Regions from separate parts of the Rattus norvegicus genome. Here region 2 is linked to region 1. A link is a contact called in public Hi-C data. All regions are on one chromosome and are shown on one strand. The core of a region is the stretch at or near the end of the contact, and the rest is flanking DNA. Distances in the headings are between cores, read along the strand shown. Region 1 holds the start of Tgfbr3 (transforming growth factor beta receptor 3). Region 2 has its middle 130 kb from the start of Cdc7.

What was found. Hi-C and Micro-C count contacts between places; a contact is called where the count stands out from the background.
Region 2: a Hi-C map of Schwann cells shows a contact between it and region 1, with 2.8 times the contacts expected there. The contact joins the enhancer-like site here to the promoter of Tgfbr3 in region 1. A contact is called at or near these places in 2 of 12 Hi-C or Micro-C datasets (Schwann cells and kidney).

Annotation. Positions count from the first base shown.
Region 1 is chr14:2,631,103-2,636,255 of GRCr8, reverse strand. It overlaps Tgfbr3 (transforming growth factor beta receptor 3), which reads right to left and starts at 1,962. Exons shown (of 17, transcript NM_017256.1): 1 at 1,719-1,962.
Region 2 is chr14:2,837,581-2,842,733 of GRCr8, reverse strand. No RefSeq gene overlaps it. Among named protein-coding and RNA genes, the nearest start is that of Cdc7, 130 kb to the left of the region's middle. Within about 2 kb of position 2,588, at least 11 of the 93 cell types and tissues checked have an H3K27ac peak or open chromatin away from gene starts, as enhancers often do. A contact at or near this core is called in Schwann cells, where this site is marked.

The DNA of each region.
Region 1 (5,153 bases), core at 713-3,212:
GCTGGTGTGGGGTGGCCAGATTCCATCACAATAGGGGACGTTTAAAGCTGACAACAATGTCAAGAGTAAAAAGTGTGCCCAAGCCTCCAAACGCTAAACAATGCAGAATTAAAGCCAAAAGCAGAGAACATCAAGAAACAGAGCAACATCCTCTCGCTGAGACAATGGCATGAAATCAAGTCCTGTTTAATAGCCCTTCAGGGGGTAAGAATTATTTCCCTGCCTCCTGTGCCAACCTCAAGCTGTTTCCTAAGGAAGCCAAGCGGCCTTGATCAACAACGTCTGGTGGATTAATAAAAGTAATAAAGAATAAAGATCCAAACTAACACAAGTCAGAGTTCTATTTATAATTATTTGGACCCAGGCTTGGAGAAGCTGGATTCTGGCTCCTGCAAAGTACATACATGTATGATCACCTAAATTAATCACAGATAATCTATCTGTGTTTCAAAGGGTATATTCAACTCGAACAGGAAGCTGGGCGAGAACGGAGGGCCAAGGACTTCGCCATGACCCAAGCAGCATTGGGTTAAAAGTAACAGAAAGCTGTATATGATTTCTGGACTAGCGTCTAACATGTGATCTGTAAAATGGGCCCACTAAAATCACTTTTAACCATAGAGTTGGGGTGGTCCTTAAGTCCTGACAGGTACTAGCTGGAGTTGCTGGAGATACTGACACACAGGAGGGGATCAATACACTCCGGTTTGAGTACCTCCAAAGAACCAGCTAAGCTCTCCCTAGAATTATCCGCTACAATCTGAAAGAGGGCCATTCCCGGGATATTAAAGGATCCCGTTACGGTTTTCTGTTTTGTTTTTGTTTTGTTTTGTTTGCGTGTGGGTACTCTCCAAAGCCGCTCACTTCTTCAAAGGAAGAAGAAACTTTTAAGTCGGCTGGTTCTTCACCTCAGTGGGTCACTCGCAGGATCCCTCCCCTCGCGGCTCTCCTGTCACCGCAGGGCGCAGCACGGGGCGCAAACACCTGTGCAGCGCTCGGCGGCGCGGTCCCAGTCCGGAACATATGTGCACTCCTCCAACCGCACAGCCACCTTGGGGGACCGAGTCCTCCCAGTTCACAGCTAGCGGAGCGACCGTTTGCACGAACACCTAAAGCCTCGGTAACTGGGGCTCGTCACGCCAGCAGTCTGCACTCCTGTCGGGTACGGGAAGGTGGGACAAATGTCCCAATCAGCCCAACTCTGCAAGCGGATTCCTCTAGCAACATCCATGAGTTTCAAGTTTGTCCCAACCAAGTTCACACTCGCAGGGAGCCTCTACCATCAGCGGGAGCGCGGCGGGATTAACCCGGGCGCGTCCTCCGCTGCGTTTTCAGGACTGACTCCCCGAGCCAGGGAGTGGCCGTCAGGGACCCTGGACTGGCGTGGGCGCGCGTGTCTCGCGGCCGCGGCCTCTGCTATCCATCAGGGTCCAGCGCCCACCCACGCTGTCACGCGCCGGGAGGGCAGTGGCCTGCGGCCCCGCAGGGGACTAGGAAACCGCGGAGAGGAAGAGCGAAAGCGGGCGTGGGGAACTCCTTCCTGGAGCTGCCCACCCGGGACCGCCGCGGATCCTGGTTCCGCTCAGCGTCAACCCGGCCCGGCCAAAGCCAGGTCCCGGGCTCTGGGTCCCGGGTGACCCGAGCAACCCCGCGAAGCAGGCACCGACTCGCACCGCGCAGCGTGCACAGCCGCTCACCGGGCGCCGAGCAGCACGTACCTCGCAGGCAGCGTGTCCAGGACCGGTCGTCCGCCGCGAGGTGGAGGAGTTACTAGCCGAAGCGAGTCCCCGCGCCCAGCGCGCGCAGGCGGCCGCGAGCTCAGCAGCCGCAGTGCAACTGCGCCATCCGGACCCCGCCGGGGACTTTCACCTCCTGCCGGGAGCTCGCGGAATCGCGCAGCGAAAGTGGCCTGGAAGGACAGCAGCCCGCTTTCTCCTCTCCCCACTGTCTCTCACTGCCAGGGAGGAGGAAAGTGGCGCTCGGCGTCCCCGAAAGCCTGGATCACCCCCATCGGGCCCGTGCGGCGCCCTAGCTCGGCCGCGCACACGCGCGGGCGGGGTCGGGCGCGCAGCCACAGCAATCAGCGCGAGGGGGGAAGGGCACTGCGGGCCTTGGGGGCTCGGCCGCCTAGAAACTCCTCCTCCTGCCCCTCCTCTCCTCCTCCTCCACTGCTGATGGATGAGCCGAGAGAGCTTGCTCCAGCCTGCGCTTCCCTTCGGGCAGAGAAGGCTGGGGCTGGAAGGAGAGAAAGGAAGTCAGGGAGCGGCCCGGGATGGGGTAACAGCTGGGGATCCCTGGCCTGGGAGAAGTGTGGGGTACCCGGGATGTGGCGATCACTGAGGGGACTCGCTGCCTCTCTCTGGATCCTTCAAACTACCAGGGTCTTAAGAGAAGATAGGGACCGTGGTTGTCGATATCAAAATTCTTTTTTAAAATATCTCAGAGAAGCCCACTCCTACATCGCAGCCCCGTGCACATACATTCATTCTGCCCCAGTTTGGGTTTTCTCCCGGTTCTGGTTATCATGCTCTTTCTCTGTACAGCCTGGCACAGAGTGCCTTCTCTAGCTATTGTGCTACCTGAATTCCAACCCTGCAGTCTCCCCATGGCCCTGAGTGTGAAGGACAGGCGAGCACGCAGGGTCCCGCCTGCACGCATGTGCCGGCGACATGCACCTTGCAAGGCTTGAACGCCACTACTTCAATCACCAACACAACTCTGATGCTCTGTTTACACTTCGCTTTCTGTTGAAAGGTGAATTGCCCATTGGGGCCATAGTTCAGTAGTAATGTTATGTGCCCAACATACACAGAGCCCTGAGTTTGATCCCCAGCCCCCCATACAACCAAGTATGGCAGGAGGATCAAAAGTTCAAAAACAGCCTTGACCAGAGTGAGGTCAGAAGACAACTTTCTCCCTTTCCACCACGTAGGGCCCAGGAATCCAACTTAGGTGCAGTTCTTCAGGCTTGGCAGCAAGCACCTTGACCCACAGAATTCTGTCACCAGCTACTTCACCGGAAACTCTACCAGTGACACAGCAGATGAAGTGACAGAAGTGACTGGTTCAAAGACAGGTTTCCAGTCTTGACAGTTGTTGGATAATCAGGGAACCTTTGCACAAATGAGGGACCCAGTTAGACTTCTGTAATTTTAATTTTTAAAGTCTATTTTTTAATGATGGTTCTTAGACACCTTAACCTCCCTTCTAGCCCATCACCCACCAGAGAGGTAGGAAAAAGGAAAGGGTAACAGGGGAGTGGACCTGTTTAGAAATGGTCCTTTGGAGCAACTCCCAGCTGTATTGTCTGGAAATCGGCCGTTCAGTTCACAGGTTCGAAGAGACAGCTCCATCCACCCACAAACACTTCACGACATATGGGCAGCCAGTTCAGTAGAGTCGGGACAGTAAACAGGAATCAGCAGCAGTGGCACTGCCTAGCAGAAACAGCCAGGCCTCAGCCTCAGCAGCAGGAGAGACCAACAGGAGAAGTTCTCGGCTACGCCTCTCTCTCTAGGAAGTGAATCTCAGCAAAGACTCCAGACCAACCAGTGTTACACAGCTGGCTCCATAAACAAACCTAGCTCAGCCACACACACACACACACACACACACACACACACACACACACACACCTGTCACTGGCCACCGAGTTCTATTCATACTCTCTCCAAACAGCACATGTCCTCCATGGGTCTTGCCTCAGCCAGGTGAGTCTGTCTCAGCTGACACCACTGTCAGTCAGCCCGAGTCCATGAAAGCCACAAGAAACTGCGACACACCACAAGTTTCTTGGTGTGTTTCTCGTTGGAGTCCTGACAGATGGAGCTCAACTATGCAATGTAAGGCGGACCAATACATGCATCTTTAGCGAAGAATCCTTCAGTACATGCCCCTTTACCTGCGTGCTTTAGCAGAATATCCTTTCACCTGTCTGCTTCAGTGAAACATTCCTTTCCCTGCCTTAACCTTACACCTGTGTCTGCCTCAGGAAAACACTTCTTCCTGTGTTTGCCCCAGCAAAGCACCATCTAACACAACTGACTTTCCAAAGAAAGGACTCTAATGTTTCTAACTTAGATGTCCTCTAAAAGTGCTAGGCTTTTAACATGGAGAATTGAGTGGTAGGGTTTGGGGGTTTGGGTGTTGGTGTTGTTTTGTTTTGTTTTCCCTTTGTAATTCAGGGTGGTGACACACACCCTTGAACTCTCAATCCTCCTGCTTCTGCTTCCTACTTCCAAGTTCAAGGATTACAGGCGTGGGCCAGCCAACATACCCAATTGAGAAGGCTTCTCATACAGTTTCATCATGTGGGTTTCAACCCCTGTGGGTTTGCCTAAGAGCATCAGAAAACACTTGGTGGGGGTGGGGAGTTGACATTGAAATGGCAAAGTTTATCCTTGGACAAGATACCAAACAAAAAAGCATGAGCAAACAAACGGGATTATATAAAACTTTTGTTCAGTGAGGACAACAAACAACAAAGGAGAGAAACAAGCCACGGATTGGGAGCATGTGACATACAACAGTAAGTACATGACAAGAGGCCGGTATCCACAAGGCACACAGCACAACACCCTCCAAACCCCAGCAACACACAGATGAACAGCACCATGAGGAAGTGGCTATCCGCATACACTGACATCCAACCAAAGTATTGCCAGAAACGACCCACGGAACCATGAAAAATGCCGATCACCAGTAACCATCAGGAAAGCAAAGATTAAAACCACGGATATCCCATCCCACCAAATGGCTACTAGCAACGAGGTAAATGACATCTAGCAAGCACGAGAGAAACAGGAACATTTGCACACCACTGGTGGGAATGTAAAACTAACACTCATTTTTACAGGATACCATTTGGGGAAAACACAGATACTTACGTTACAATTCGCAACAGTAGCAAAGTTACAGTTCTGAAGTAGCAATGGAATGATTCTATGGCTGGGTGTCACCGCAACATTAGGCATCGTATTAAAGGGTGGCAGCGTTAGGAAGGTTAAGAACGACTGTAACAAAGCATGGCCTTCATTATTTTTATTTCCATTCTATGATGAGGTCTACTTGAGAAAACAGGAAATACTTCTCACTTCTTTAATATGTTTATATGTAGTTTCAGAGATTCATTGTAACGATTTGTATCATCAATC
Region 2 (5,153 bases), core at 1,339-3,838, 210 kb before region 1:
CACGAAAACAACAAAGGCAAGTGAAACACGAGGGTACCTATCTGTGAACCTGGCTTCTTGGGAGACTGTAGGGACGATGACCACCATCAATGCCTTCCAGGGAGAGTTAGGAGGACCCCAGATGAGAGGTGGGGGGAGAGGGAGAGAGGGGGGAGGGGGGAGGGAGGGAGGGAGAGGACAGACGACTGGGGCTATAGGTCAGCGTAGAGAGCTTGTATAGCGTGTGTGGGGCTCCCCAATGCTGCACGTGACAACAGGCTCCCCCACTGACAATCTATTTGCTAGTGGAAAGGATGAGCCATAGAACAAGAGTCAACATTGCAAAAATAATAAAATTAATTAATTAATTAATTAAATTAATTAAAAAAAAAAAGAGTCAACATTGCAAACTAAACTCACAATGCAGAACTCCAACCCAGATTTTACCGAGTATCCGAGTATAAATGGGACAGATCTTTGGAGAGGTATTTATTATATTTGCTAGAGGTGGATCAAGTAAAGCCTTGTAAACTATTTTGATGAATTTTGTTTTCCCTGAGCAGAATGAAGAATGAAGAAGGCTGCTTCCTTGCATTTGGAAATCCTGGGTCGGTCGTGTTTGCAGAGTCAGTGCCCTCCTTGTACCCCCCCCCCTAAGCACCACTCAGTCATTTCTTTTCCAGGAGCGGTCTCTCATACTGGAGACTTTGGACGTAGGGTTTGATATTTATTCTCACCATCCGAACACTGCTCCTCCCAGACAGCCTATTTTCTAGCTAAGAACCACACACACACACACACACACACACACACACACACACACACACACCAGGCATCTTAGAGGAACTTAGTAGGACAGAAACGCCAGCCAAGTAGGAAGGACCTCTAGGTCCGTCCCACCTCCCCATCTGAACCTGTGAAATAACCACCTCCTGTCCCAAAGCATGCCTTTGCCTCAAGGAAAAGCCACTTGGGAAGATTATGGCTTCTCAAAGAACCTTTTACTTAAATGGAAGAAGCCTTAGCAACCGGGCCTTATCCCTGAAGACATCCTTCGTTCCAGAGAAGGGACATGTTACTCTTTATCCTAGAAAATTGCTGATTTAAGAACCAGGACTAACCAGCCAAAAGGCTTGAGACAAACTTGTCAAAACCAACAACTTATAACGGTCCAGAGCAAGTGGGCATTTCAACAGGAGCCTGTAGGAGAAGGCAGGGCTCCTCTCCTCCCTCAACTGCACAACTTTTGCCTGCCGTTAAGTAACAAGTGGATTGGGAAACTTTTTCTTGAGACAGTGTTGCAGCGTACCCCTAGCTGCCATAGAACGTGCTGTAAGGTCAGGCTGCCCTTGAGTTTTAGGCCACTGCCTGCCAATGTCTCCTGAGAGCCAGAATCATACACTCGGGCCATAACCCGACTTGACTTCAGGGACGGTGCCCGCATTCTCACCCTAGGCAGGGACGGTTAGTGTTGGGCCATGTCCAAGGATACTGGGAGGCAGGACAGTCTGTACAATGATGTTCTCAGGGATAATGGGTGGGTCCCTCTCACAGATCTCACACCCAGGCTCCCTGGGGCCCTAGACTAGAATTAGTCAAGACTGTTAAGCACTCAAGCTTTTTACTCCTGGTGATCCCAGCAAAAGAAGGCGAATTTCCTGGATGACGTTGAACTGGAGTCCCACACTGAACTTTCCCCGGCAAGTCTTAAGACACTGGGTAACAGTGTCTCCTCAAAACACAGAGAATCACCCTAGGGTTCCTAGGCCAGGACCCTCGCAAAACTTGGAGCACAAAATAAATCTTTTAAAAGTTTGGGGCGCGGGGTGGAAGCTAAGATTCAGACAACTCTTGCAGAGGATACGAGTTCAGTTCCTGACTAGGTGGTTCACAGCTGTACCTCCAGTTCTGTGGACTCAACCCCTCCTGGCCTCAGCTGGCACGTCCCTCATGTGTATATACCCGCACAGAGAAACATAACTAAAACTAAAATAAATTTTAAAGATCTCCCAAACCAGCCAGGCATAGTGCTGTATGCCTTTAATCCCAGCACTTGGGAAGGAGGCAGAGGCAAGCAGATCCCTGAGTTTGAGGCCAGCCTGGTCTACAGAGCGAGTTCCAGGACAGCCAGGGCTACACGGAGCAACTCTTGTCTTCAAAAACCGAAACCAAACCAAACCAAAAAACAAAATAATAATAATAAAAAAAATTCCCCAAACCTTGAGCAGCCATCCAAGACATGGAGAAAAGACTGCCTGAGCCAACCTCAGTAGCCTTGTAGGATAATTTGAATTCTCCTTGAAAGTCTCAAGGCTCCTCCAAGGTACAGAGCTCTCAGAGCTAGAAGACAGCCCCACCCCACCCCTATTGCTTGTTTCTAGCGGAGGATCTGGAGTTGCACACTTGTCAGGGTAACAGGAGACTCCTCCGAGGGACAGTCACCACCCTTCTCGGAAAGTACCCTCTGTTTTCTCATGTACCCTTTTCTAGACACTCAGCCAAGGAGACCAGGCTCCCTGGGACACCATGGAAACTGCAGACCTCGGAGGAACACAGCCTCATGTGTCATGAGCTCAGGCTGACTGGACGCTGAAAAAATGAACTCAATCGCTTCAAATCGGCTGTTAGGGTGTTTACCCAGAGCAACTGGGACATCCCCATCTGGCTTTGCAGGGCAACAAGAGCTCATCCGAATTGTTATTCCGATGGGTCCCTGTGGAACTGAGTGAAGCAGGGAGGTCCGGAGCCGGCTGCCTGCTTGCTGAGTCAGAGCCGGGCCGGGTTCTGCACCCTGGGCCATAACTGCCCCTTTTCTCTGGAGGAGAGGACAGAAACACCTGCACAAAAGTCACAGATCACAGAGCTAGAAGAGGGCCGGCAGGATATGATAATCGCTTCTTCCCTCTTCCCTCCTCCCTTCTCCCTGCTTCTTCCTCTCTTCCTACCCCTCTTATTCCTCGTTTCCTCTACCTCTTCTTCCTCATCACCACCATCTGCACCCCCAATCCCCCCACTATCTTTATTTTTCCACACACTGAGTAGAAGTTAGGAATATCTAATTCACCTATAGATGGATAAGTATTGGTTATTCTGTCTAAGCTCCACCCCCACTGTTACCTGGCAACAGTGTGCTCCACCCCAACAGTTACCTGGCAACAGCCAAGTTTGCCTGACTCACTATAAAAGGGGCTGCTTGCCCCCTCCTCACTCTCTTCTTCTCGTCTCTGTTCTCTTCCCCTCTTCCCCTCTGTCCCTTTGTCCCTTCGCTTCCCATTCCCTTCTCCCCTTCCTTCCACGTGCTCATGGCCGGCCTTCTCCTCTCGTCTACTCTTCTCTCATTAAAACCTCTCCACATGAAACCATGTTGGCCTGTGGTGATTTGTCTGGACACGAGCCGCGATTTCTCCCCCAACAATAAGTGCAGACCAAGGGTCGATGAGGTCCATAATTATTCGGAAAGTATCATAAACCGTCATGTACCTATATAGATATAAAATCACACACCCAGAAGCACGCTTCTGAAAAAAGCCACACCTTTGCTTATCTGGATGATGAATCCTTGTGGTTTTGCCTCTCCTTTGAATTCCATGAAGAGCTGTGAGAACAAACAAACACCTTTTCATCCTCCTGGGCGCTCTGGTTGAGGTCTGGGCAGGATGCTGAGGTTTGAGATGCGTTTGAGGTTAGCATGGGAGGGAGGGAGGGACGTTACACAGTAACACTGGGGTTGTCTACAGCTTCGGGTGCAACCGGTAATCACAAAGACTGGATTCAAACCCAGCATTTACACTCTGTCAGCTAGCTACACACCCTGCCAAAGGGTCACCTTTGTCGTTCATAAAGCCAGCGATCTTTAGGAGCCCTAGGTAGCTTTGTGACTCACGCAGTGATTTTCCAGGACAGGGCAGCTCTTTACAATGTAGGGTTTGCTCATGTTGTTTTGTTTTGAAGTCAAAGCCTCACTAGGTTAGCTTGGCCTCCAATGTGCCTTGCCCTTTCTTCAGCCTCCCAGGTATAGGATACATACATTTTAAAATCAATTTCACTTTTATTATGAAGAATTAGCATCTCAATGTAATAAATTATGATCTACTCCCCCCTTTCTGCTTTAAAAAGTATGGGCAGTCCGCCGCCATATGTTTGTGCTCCACTTACGTGCCTGTTGCCCAAGAAGGCCAGAGAAGGGGCAGCAATCCCTAGACTGGAGTTAGAGATGGTTTGAAGCACCATGTGGGCACTGAGAATTGAACCCAGGTCTTCTAGAAGAGCAGCCGATGCTCTTAACTAATGAGCTGTCTCTCCAGCCCCCGATCCAGGTTTATTTTTGAGACAAGATCTTGCAATGCGCAGGCCATCTTGGTCTTAAAGTCCCAGAAAGCCACCCAGATATTTACTGTGCTCACCGCAACCAAATACTGTGCTTCCCTTGTAGTTTCTATTAAGCAGTCTACTGGGGTTATGGTGTTTGTTTGTTTGTAATAAAATCTCTGCTTTAGAAATATGGGCCAACCTCTATTAAGGGCTAGCAAATAAATCAACCATTAGCTTAGTAACACAAGCCTCAATACAGATATAATTTCTTAATCTTCTCAGCCAATAGAAGCGTTCTCATGATGAACACCAAGTCAGTTAGTCAAATTTGTGCACAATTTTTTTTTAAAGCTCCGGAAAGAACGTTAACTTCTTACCTAAGCTCTCGGTTCAGATGATTTGGACCCAGAAGACGAAGGGCCAGGGTGAAAGGTCGGTGACTGGAGATCAAAGAGCGGTAGGAAGTGGAAGGGCCTCCATTTACAAAAAGATTGGACTACGGTTTCATGGAGGTAAAGATTCACACAGGAAAGGCCTGGGAACCTGGCCCCCGCTGTGAGAATGACAAGAATGGCGCTCCGTGGTCCTAACACTGCAAGAATGGTGCCCCGGCGCCCCGTGGTTCTAATCCCCTGATGGCAACTGATAACCCCCTTTGTGTCCCAGCCAGGGCTTCCTGGCAGGAAGGAAGCCCTGGCCCCTCAGCAGGGATAAGGCCGGCCTGGGAGCAAGAGATGTGGGGGTGTCTCAGTATTACTTCCCATTCCGAGGGAGGGGCTCTGCTCCTTTTCCCAGGAGCTGGAAGTCAGAGAGGTCAAGCTGATGTGGGATTGGACCTCCTCAGGGGGTGCGCTCTCCTCCCG